Regions from separate parts of the Mus musculus genome. Here region 2 is linked to region 1. The links are chromatin contacts, called in public HiChIP or PLAC-seq maps. All regions are on one chromosome and are shown on one strand. Each heading gives the region's core, a stretch centred on a gene start, on an enhancer-like site or on the middle of the called end of the contact. The rest is flanking DNA. Distances are from core to core; before and after follow the strand shown.

Region 1 (4,774 bases), core at 977-3,476:
GCACATGTATACAGACCCTGCATCCCAGGCACATGAATACAGACCCTGCATCCCAGGCACATGTATACAGACCCCACGTCCCAGGCACATGTATACAGATCTACATCCCAGGCACATGTATACAGACCCTGCATCCCAGGCACATGTATACAGCTCCCACATCCCAGGCACATGTATACAGATATACATCCCAGGCACATGAATACAGACCCTGCATCCCAGGCACATGTATACAGACCCCATGTCCCAGGCACATGTATACAGATATACATCCCAGGCACGTGTGTAAAGATCCTGAGACAGGAAATTCTTTGCTTGAGAATCTAGATGGAGGCTGTGGTGCTGGAGTAAAGCGGAAGGGCAGAGCGAGGCCATGAGGATGACAGAAGGGTAGGCAGAAGTCTAGCAAAAAAAAAAAAAAAAAAGTCCTTTTATAGCCTCGCCTTTCCCTGGGAAAGCCTCTGCTCTTAGCAGACACTGATGGTCAGTGCAACTCCATTCCAGCCATAGTGTGCTCCCTGGAGTCTCCGGCCATCTATTCCCTTCTTTCTTTAATCCCTTCACAGGTCTTCTTCCACCATAACCACGTGGCTCTGTTCTATTTCTCCTGGCCTGACTTCTCCCTCTCAGGTCTCCCAGGGAGCTTTCCCACAGCCACAGCCACGGCTCATGGGAGTGACAACCCTCTGCCTCTCTCTTAAGCCGTTTACATGAATATCCCACACTCTCCTGGGAACCTGCAATCTTTCCCTCAAAATCTGTTACATTTCTTATCTTACCAAACTGTTTTAAAAATCAGACCTCCAGCTGGGTGCGGTGGCCACACATCTTTAATTCCAGCACTTGGGAGACAGAGGCAGGTGGAGCTCTGAGTTCAAGGCTGGTCTCCAGCATAGCCAGGGCTACACACAAAAACCCTGTGTCAAAAATAAAATAAAATAAAATAAAATATTCTTAAGTAAATAAACATAAATAAAAATATAAAAGTAGGTGTCTTAGTCAATGTTTTATTGCTGTGAAGAGACACTGTATTGGCTAGTTTTGTGTCAACTTGATACAGCTGGAGTTATCACAGAGAAAGGAGCTTCAGTTGAGGAAATGCCTCCATGAGATACAACTGTAAGGCATTTTCTCAATTAGTGATCAAGGGGGAAAGGCCCCTTGTGGGTGGGACCATCTCTGGGCTGGTAGTCTTGGGTTCTATAAGAGAGCAGGCTGAGCAAGCCAGGGGAAGCAAGCCAGTAAGTAACATCCCTCCATGGCCTCTGCATCAGCTCCTGCTTCCTAACCTACTTGAGTTCCAGTCCTGACTTTTTTCAGTGATGAACAGCAATGTGGAAATGTAAGCTGAATAAACCCTTTCCTCCCCAACTTGCTTCTTGGTCATGAAGTTTGTGCAGGAATAAAAACCCTGACTAAGACAGACACCACGACCACAGTAACTCTTTTTAAAGAAAAACATTTGATTGAAGCTGGCTTAATGTTCAGAGGTTTAGTCCATTATCATCACAACAAGGAGCCTGGCGCCACAAAGGCACAAGTGGTGCTGGAGAGATAGCTGAGAATTCTGCATTCAGGTTGGCGGGTAGTGGGAAGAGAGAGGCACTGGGTCTGGCTTGAGCATTTGAAACCTCAAAGCTCATCCCCTCAGTGGCCCACACATCTTCACTTGCGAATATTCACTGCAATGAGTCAATTGTCTGGTTCAAGATCTCTGGCTTCTGTGACTTCACCCATGTCGGATCCTCACCGGGACTCCTGGTTATTGTCCTGTGTCATGGAGCTCCTGCAGCTTTGGGTCTGCAGGCCCAGCATGGGGGCCGTTCTTATTCAAACCACCACAGTAGGACTTGTATTCATCCATTTTTTTTAAATTTGAAATTCTAAAGATGATTTTATGTGTACGGTTCTTTTGCCTGCATCAGTGCTAGGAGTTGAAACTGGGGCCTCTGGAGAAGTGGAAATGTTCTTAAGCACTGACTAATGTTTGCAGCCCCAATAGCCAGATTTTAAATATCATTATTTCCCTACCCCACCCGGAGATCTTCATTTTCTATAGCTGGCCAGTCACCCACGTCTTTCAGTTTTATCTGCTAAATCCTGTTCAGAGTCCTTTCCATACACTCCAGCCTGGTTCACAGCCTCCTTTCCCTTTAACTCCCAGAACACTTATTGGTTCCTGCTCTCCTAGTCACCCACTGTGTTGGTTTGGCTGAGACTGGCTCCCACAGGCTCATATATTTGAATTCTTGGTCACAAGGAAGTGAAACTGAAAGGATTAGGAGGTGTGGCCTTGTTGGAGGAAGTGTGTCATTGGGGCTGGGTTTTAAAATCTATGCCAGGCCTCCACCCTCCCCACCCCCATCCCCTACACACTTTCTCAGTTGCTGCTCCTGTACCTGCCGGTGCACTATGGTGCTCCCCACCACGATGATGATAATAATGGACTAAATCTCTGAAACTGTAATCCAAGGCCAATTAAATGTTATCCTTTGTAAGTGTTGCTGTGGTCATGGCATCTCTTCACAGCAACAGTGACTAAGACACCATGCTTCCAGCCTCCCAAGGACCCACTTAACATGGGGGTCTGTGACTGCTCTGGCTGTTCCTCTGTCATTGGTTCAAGTCTATACAATTCGTCACAATACTACGTTTCTCCTTCAACATCCCTCTCACAGTACGTTCCAGCAAGACCATGCTGCATGGAGTCCCTTGAACAAGCACGCACTTCTTTGTATGTGTGCTGAATAGGGCAAATTAGGAAGCCATTGTAGCCATCTGCCACACCACGTGAAAATAACCCATACCTTTCTTTCAACCAAAGCTGCAGAGAACAGGTCTCACTCTTGTTAGAAACCACACTGCCAAATACTCATTCCTTCAATGTGTATGTATATGTGCCTACTGTTTCCTAGGGGTCCAGGGAACAGCAACAGATGGAGCCAATTCCCAATCCTCAGAGATCCTTCTGTTTAGTGAGGGGACTCCGGCAGATTGCCTATATAGAAACACTCACAATCTAGGACTCCTCATGGAAGTCTTTACAATTTGTGCAAATAAAAGACTCTTCATAAACCACTGTCTCAGCATCCGTCTGAACGCTGTTCTGACTAATTTTTTCCTTTAAACAACACATATGGCAGTAACTAAGGCAGCCAGACTCATGGCTTGAACGGCCCCAATTATGGATCCTGTGGTCTTTAGGAAATCACAGCTCTTTTAACTAATAGAAAACCTTTTTATATTCATGGAGATAAAGTCACATCCAAGTAACCCAAGTGAAATTAACAATGTCATTTAGTTAGATGTTTACAAAGTTATAGAAGGCTAAAGATGCCTAAAAACACCTGGCCCCATACACAACATCCCTCTATATTCTCCTGATGATCAAGCAATAGCCCCGCGTGCTGGTCCCCTGACGGCACCACATACTAAGCCTCAATGGCTTTAGTGGTCACATGTCCTCTCCTCTGCTTAGAAATTAAGGCATTCCCAAACCCTCTGAAACGCAAGCGGCTTCTCTTCCCTGGTCTCCTTCACCCTTTGAGCCTCACACCACGACATCACAGGAAACAGAGTGTTAGGAAGACGCACTGAGGCTGTTACTGGCGTCCCTAGCACCAGACACCAAAGTCATAACAAATGTTTGTTAACTGAGTAATCGTGAAGTTCTAACTGAAACTTAGAAGAATTTAAAATGGACATATTCTAGAGAGCAAACTTTACCCAAAGGTACAACTGGCCACATTTCATCTCTAGCAAGTATCTGTAACATTCCAAAATTTAAATTCTGAGTGTTAAGTCTGCCATCAAATTTACACTTCATCAGACCTGCAGTCCAGGCTGTTGTTTGGCTGCCCTGGCTGCGGACAGAGTTGACTCACTTTAGATCGACTGAGGTTAAATTGACAGCTGTTGTACCAATGTCTTTGTCAATCACTTGCCTTTTAGATGAGGGAGAGAAAAAACTTTACAAGATTTTCATCCATTTAGTGTTATTTTTAGATTGCTACATGGATATCTCTACCGTCCTCAAATAACAGGCCTTTTCTTCAGGAGAAAATAAAACTAAGGAGAACAGAGCTTGAGGCTACATTCCTAAGTCCTTCACTTGCTCTCAGGGGGTAAAATCTTAACACATGGAAATGAAAACTGAGTTCCCCTTAAAGGCTAAAATGTCCCACCAAGTCACAGAATTTTGTCTTCACTCAGCAGATCGTCCCTGGCACGTTAGGCTTATGATAAATGTCATGGCAGAATGAGATGTTTGTTCCATCTTTTATTATGCATCTGATCATCTTCCCCTTGCTACCCTGTGGCCCTGCAGACAACAGCTGGGCACTCATAAGCCAAGGAGAGGTTTAATACAAAGCAACGTGGAGAGATGTGGAATGTAGGGTTTTAAGATTTAAATACTGGTTCTAAAAGACTTAAGGCAGGACATTTGTTTAAATCATGGAATTTTTTTCCATCCCTAGATTAGGGAACTAGTCCATGCCAAGAAGAAAACTTACTAGAACTAAGATGAGAAAAAAGGAGAGGGGGGAAGGAAAAGGAGAGAGGAAAGAAAAGTCAATGGAGAGAAGAAGGAAGGGGATGGGAGGACAGGAGAGGAGAGAGGAGGAAGGGCAAAGGAGGGGAGGGGAGTGCAAGGAAGGGGAGGGGAAGGGGAAGGGAGGGCAGGGGAGGGCAGGGGAGGACAGGGGAGGGCAGGGGAGAGGAGCAGAGGGCAGGGCAGGACAAGACAGGAAGCAAGAGCCAGAAAGGAGCAGAA
Region 2 (4,774 bases), core at 929-3,428, 73 kb after region 1:
TAGGCATGGGCGGAACAGCTCAGGCGCCTCCAGTCACCGCTGAAGTATTTGCTACTGATACACTCAGGGAGAGGGACAGCCATGCTCTTCAGTTGTGTGTCCACTAGTGGCCTCACCTGTGGATGGTTCCAACCTAGTGTTCACGCAGATGTCTCTGGGTAAACTGAGCGGGTCATAAAACAAAGGCAAAAGTCATGAATCTGGGGAAAGCATGTGGTAGAGATTTCGAGGGCAGGGTTAGTAGGGACGGGAGGCAGGAGAATGTGAAAGAGAGTACTAGAACACATTACATATATGTAAGAAATTTCAAAGAACACAATTATTTTTTTAAAGAAGCACATATTTTAAAAACGAGTAATCATTGAAAAAAACGGCAGGAAAATATTGTATATTTTCTAAACATAAACGTAGGAAAAGTGTTAAAACTCACTTTTTAAAAAGGCATGAAGAAAAAAGTCTATAAAATACAATATTTTATGACTACCTATAAAATGAAATAAGAACCCACGAATATCAATAGTCACATGTGGTTTTTTCTTTTTTCTAAACAGAGTCTTATGTAGCCCAGGCTAGCCATTCCTGATCTTCCTATCTCAGTCTCTCCAATGCAGGGATTATAGGCGTGCTGATATCACTACACTCAGGAAAAGTCACAATCAGTTATTGAAAATTCACCAGTTAGAAGACAAAAATCACAGCTTAATAATGCTTTTTGCTCTGATATTTTCCTTGAGTACTAACATCTCATTTTTATTCATTTGGCTTACTATTATAATTTAGGTAAATTTTAAAATCTTATGAAAAGACATACTTTAACTAATAAAAGCAATTATCCAGACACTTCACTAGAGATGTCCAACAGTGCATGAGTCCCCACAACATGGCTGCAGAGCCACCAGGAGAGCCTGACTGACCCATAGTGATGACACCTCGGTATCTGGTAGATGGGGGTGGGGAAATCAACCTCTCTGCATCTCTCAGCTCTTCTGGAAAAGGCCCTGGCTGGCATGATATGGGAAGCTCACAGTAAGAGGTGAGACAGGGGCTGGAGAGATGGCTCAATGGTTAAGAGCATGGACTGCTCTTCCAGAGGTCCTGAGTTCAATTCCCATCACCCACATGGTAGCTCACAACCATCTGTAATAGGATCTGATGCCCTCTTCTGGTGTGTCTGAGGACAGCTACAGTGTACTAATGTATATTAAGTAAATAATTCCTTTTTTAAAGGATTTATTTATTTATTATATATAAGTTTCTGGGATATGAACTCAGGACCTCTGGAACAGCAGTCAATGCTCTTAACCGCTGAGCCATCTCTCCAGCCCCAAATAAATAATTCTTAAAAAAAAAAAAAAAAAAGAGGTGAGACAGTTCACCCTTGAAGAGTATTTTACTGTCGACAAACCCCCAGGATCAGATCTGTACCTGGGTAACTGATCTGGTCCAAAAGGACAACAAACTGGATTAGCTTGTACATTATCTGCCATCATATCACTTGAAGAGGCAGGGAGATTGTGAGTTTCAGGACCTCTAGTGTTTATTGAGACTTTCTTTCAATAATAAGTGGATAAATAAATAAATAAACAAGCAAACCTGTTTTCTTCCACAAAATTCACATAGCTACCCCGTAGGAAGATCCTGGGTAACTTATATCTCTGGGTCATCAAAGTTAGAGTCCCTAGAGCTCACCCAGCCCTTGGAAAGGAATATTGCAAGAGGCCCTGATTCTCTCTTTTCTTTTCAGGGATCCTGACATTTCAGGAGAGGTGTCCTGATAATCCAGGCTAACTGTCCCATCTCAAGACCCTTAATCACATCTGAAAAAAGGATTGTGCCATGTAAGGTGGCACATTCAAAGGTTCTCAAGATTAGGACAGAGACACACTTGGGAGGTTCTGTATTGTCCTGTGGAATAGCAAACACTAATTCAAGAAAGCAGGGAAGAAAAGGCCATCAGGAGACTTTAATTCCACGTGCTATGCTTGCTGGACTATGCCAGGGGTCAGCACACTGCTGTTCATTAGATTTCCTTGCATGTCTGAAGGAGCTTACAGTCTCACTTTTGAATAAAAGTCTTAGGAATACTTTCAACTAAGGAGGTGAAAGGTTAGTCCTCAGACCCCATGTGAGGAAACACCTTGACAGGAACTGGAGGTGATTGAAGAATCAGAGCAACAGTCCGTGTCTGTGAACTGGAAGGTGCAGTAACAGTAAGAGGAACTAAACCAGGTTTTTACAACTGCTGGTGATGTAAACACTAAATGCACACAATTGAGACCTTATAAGACAATCCTACCAAAGACACTATGAACAGTAAAAATGCCAAGGTGTCAATTCTACCTAAAGTCTACAGACTCAATCGAATCTGTCAAATTTCCAAAGGCTTCTTGTGTAAAAATGGAAGCCAGTCTTCAAGTTCACATGTAAATGCAAGAGATCTCAAAACAACTTTTAAAAACAACAGCTGGAGAGGTCACATTTCCTGACTTCATACTTAACTACAAAGCTGCAAAAATCAAAACACTAAGTCCCAGAACAGGCATACAGCACATGGGATGGAGAATCCAGAAACAGATACATCCTTCTATGGCTAGACCAAACTATCCTACTGAGGAAAAACAGTTTCTCACTATGCTGGACACTGAAATAGAAAAAAATGGATATGGGACACTCTTCTATACCTACTTCCATAAAAAAATAAAAATAAAAAATTTTTTTTAAAAAACTTACCCCAAATGGATCAAAGACCTAAACAGAAGAACTAAAGCTATAAAATTCTTAGGAGAAAATATAAAGTAAGTCCTATAATATCCAAAGCAAAAGCAACACAGGAAAAGATAAATCAGATTTCATCAAGATGTAAAACTTTCATACATCTAAATATGGAAATAAAGGTAAAACCTTCACATTTTGCTTATGTATTGCCATTGTGTCATTGGGAAGGCCATGTATACCTTTGTGTGTGTGTGTGTGTGTGTGTGTGTGTGTGTGTGTGTGTGTGTGTGGTCTTGCCCAGGTAGGCACATTTAGAGGCAATAGATTGATATTAGGATGTCTTCCTTGACTGCTTCCCCACATTTATTTACTTATTTGCTTGCTTGCTTACTTACTTGCTTGCTTGCTTACGACAGAGTTTTTCAATGAACTTCAAAGACTCCTTTTTGTCTAGACTGCCCAGCCAACTTGTCCCCAGGGTCTGCCCATCTTTGCCCCCAGCACTGGGGTTGCAAATGCACACTACACACAGCTTGCTGGGTTGGTGCTGAGGATCTAAATTCCAGTCTTCACACATGCACACCAAGCTCTTTACCCACTGGGATTCCTTCTCTAGTCTCATTACTATCTGATTTTTATTAGCAAACTTGAAAAGTTTATTTTACCCACATTTTAGGATTAAATCATCCCCAACTATAAGTTCTAATAGGATATTAATTATAGCAACAATAACAGCAAAACACAAATCTAACTGGATCCTATGCATCATTTGGATGTGAAATTCGTGCATGAATGGATTTGGATTTTCACATAACTGCTGTGCTTTGCATGGTTGCTTACCTAGTAACGAAAACTGTATAACGCCTTTCCCAGTGCGTGTGCATTGACACTTGTCCCAGTGTCCAGTGCATTACTCACTCATTAGCTCATGTAACATTTACCTCTTAGGTGACTATTTTACAATGTCACACCTCATGAATTCCGTACAGAGTTGCCCAGAGATACCTGAAAAGAAGTGGGGGAGGGTCCACATTGGAATATGGAATAAGCTATTTCAGACTTTACTACTCATTACCACAAACCTCTACTTTTTCCTAAGGAATGGGGCCATCATTACATAATGTATAAAGAATTTTCAAATGTTCATATGCAATAACCCTTGGAAATACTAGAAATTAATTCCACATGCAACCCCGGCTGCTGCCAATATAGCTCCTGGGAAGAATGTCAGGGGGAAGAACTAGACTTTCCAACTTAGTTCCATAGATAATCAGCAGTTGGGTTATTTCATATAAGCCAGAAAAGTGACAAGATGTGGCACAGAGCAAAAGAGGGGTTTTAAGAAAACTGTACACCACTTAAAGTCTATGAGATAGGAGGCTATCAATTCTGTTAACGACTCAGCGCCTGCTCTTTGCCTGGGGACTGTGGGTCTCAGACCACAGTAGAGCATCTAGACATCCATTAAGAATGGAGTGAGAAAGGGCACAGAAGGGCACATCTCAGGAGAAATGGTGGGAAGTATAGAGAAAACAGAAGATGAGAGGGGAAACTCCAGAGTAAGAGAAGAACCACAGCAAAAAGGAGGCTATAGGTACAAGGATGCCAGCACCTGGAAACTGAGGGGATCAGGGTGCCATTGATCCAAGTTAAGGTTACAGAAGCAGCTATAAGAGTCAACCAAGAGCCTGAGCCTCTTCAAACCTGCAGCCCTCTCCTCCCTCCTGACTTGTGTGGTGAGAGTGAGCTCCCAGAAGATAAGGAGGATGCTCTCCTCGTGGGCAGTTTATAGAATGTTGGCGATACACGGAAGCCCCAGAAGCACACCAGATATTTGACCTTAAATGACAAAAGCAGAATCCTTGGACTTTGACTCTCTGTAAAGAAAGACCCAGGTGCCTTCTAGAGCAGAAGCTCCAAGGTTAAGATTCTATGATACTCTACAAAAGATGACGTGCTTTCCATGTGCGGTGTTCATAAGAACGAACTCTCTTCTCCCGTAATCTGGAATCAGTTAGGCATCAGGGTATCAGCACTTGTGTTCCACATGAGAGCAGCA

The links. HiChIP or PLAC-seq counts read pairs in DNA pulled down with a chosen protein or histone mark.
Region 2: an SMC1A HiChIP or PLAC-seq map of large pre-B cells shows a contact between it and region 1, with 2.2 times the contacts expected there. The contact joins two enhancer-like sites. A contact is called at or near these places in 2 of 39 promoter capture datasets (embryonic stem cells and hippocampal neurons), 1 of 15 datasets of contacts at CTCF or cohesin (large pre-B cells), 5 of 484 Hi-C or Micro-C datasets (bone marrow-derived macrophages, embryonic stem cells and uterus) and 3 of 115 datasets of contacts at active chromatin or transcription factors (embryonic stem cells, heart atrium and microglia).

Annotation. Positions count from the first base shown.
Region 1 is chr5:21,515,470-21,520,243 of GRCm38.p6, forward strand. All of the region lies in intron 17 of Fbxl13 (F-box and leucine-rich repeat protein 13), which reads right to left. Among named protein-coding and RNA genes, the nearest start is that of Lrrc17, 26 kb to the right of the region's middle. Within about 2 kb of position 2,227, at least 49 of the 459 cell types and tissues checked have an H3K27ac peak or open chromatin away from gene starts, as enhancers often do.
Region 2 is chr5:21,588,428-21,593,201 of GRCm38.p6, forward strand. All of the region lies in intron 7 of Fbxl13 (F-box and leucine-rich repeat protein 13), which reads right to left. Among named protein-coding and RNA genes, the nearest start is that of Lrrc17, 47 kb to the left of the region's middle. Within about 2 kb of position 2,179, at least 3 of the 459 cell types and tissues checked have an H3K27ac peak or open chromatin away from gene starts, as enhancers often do.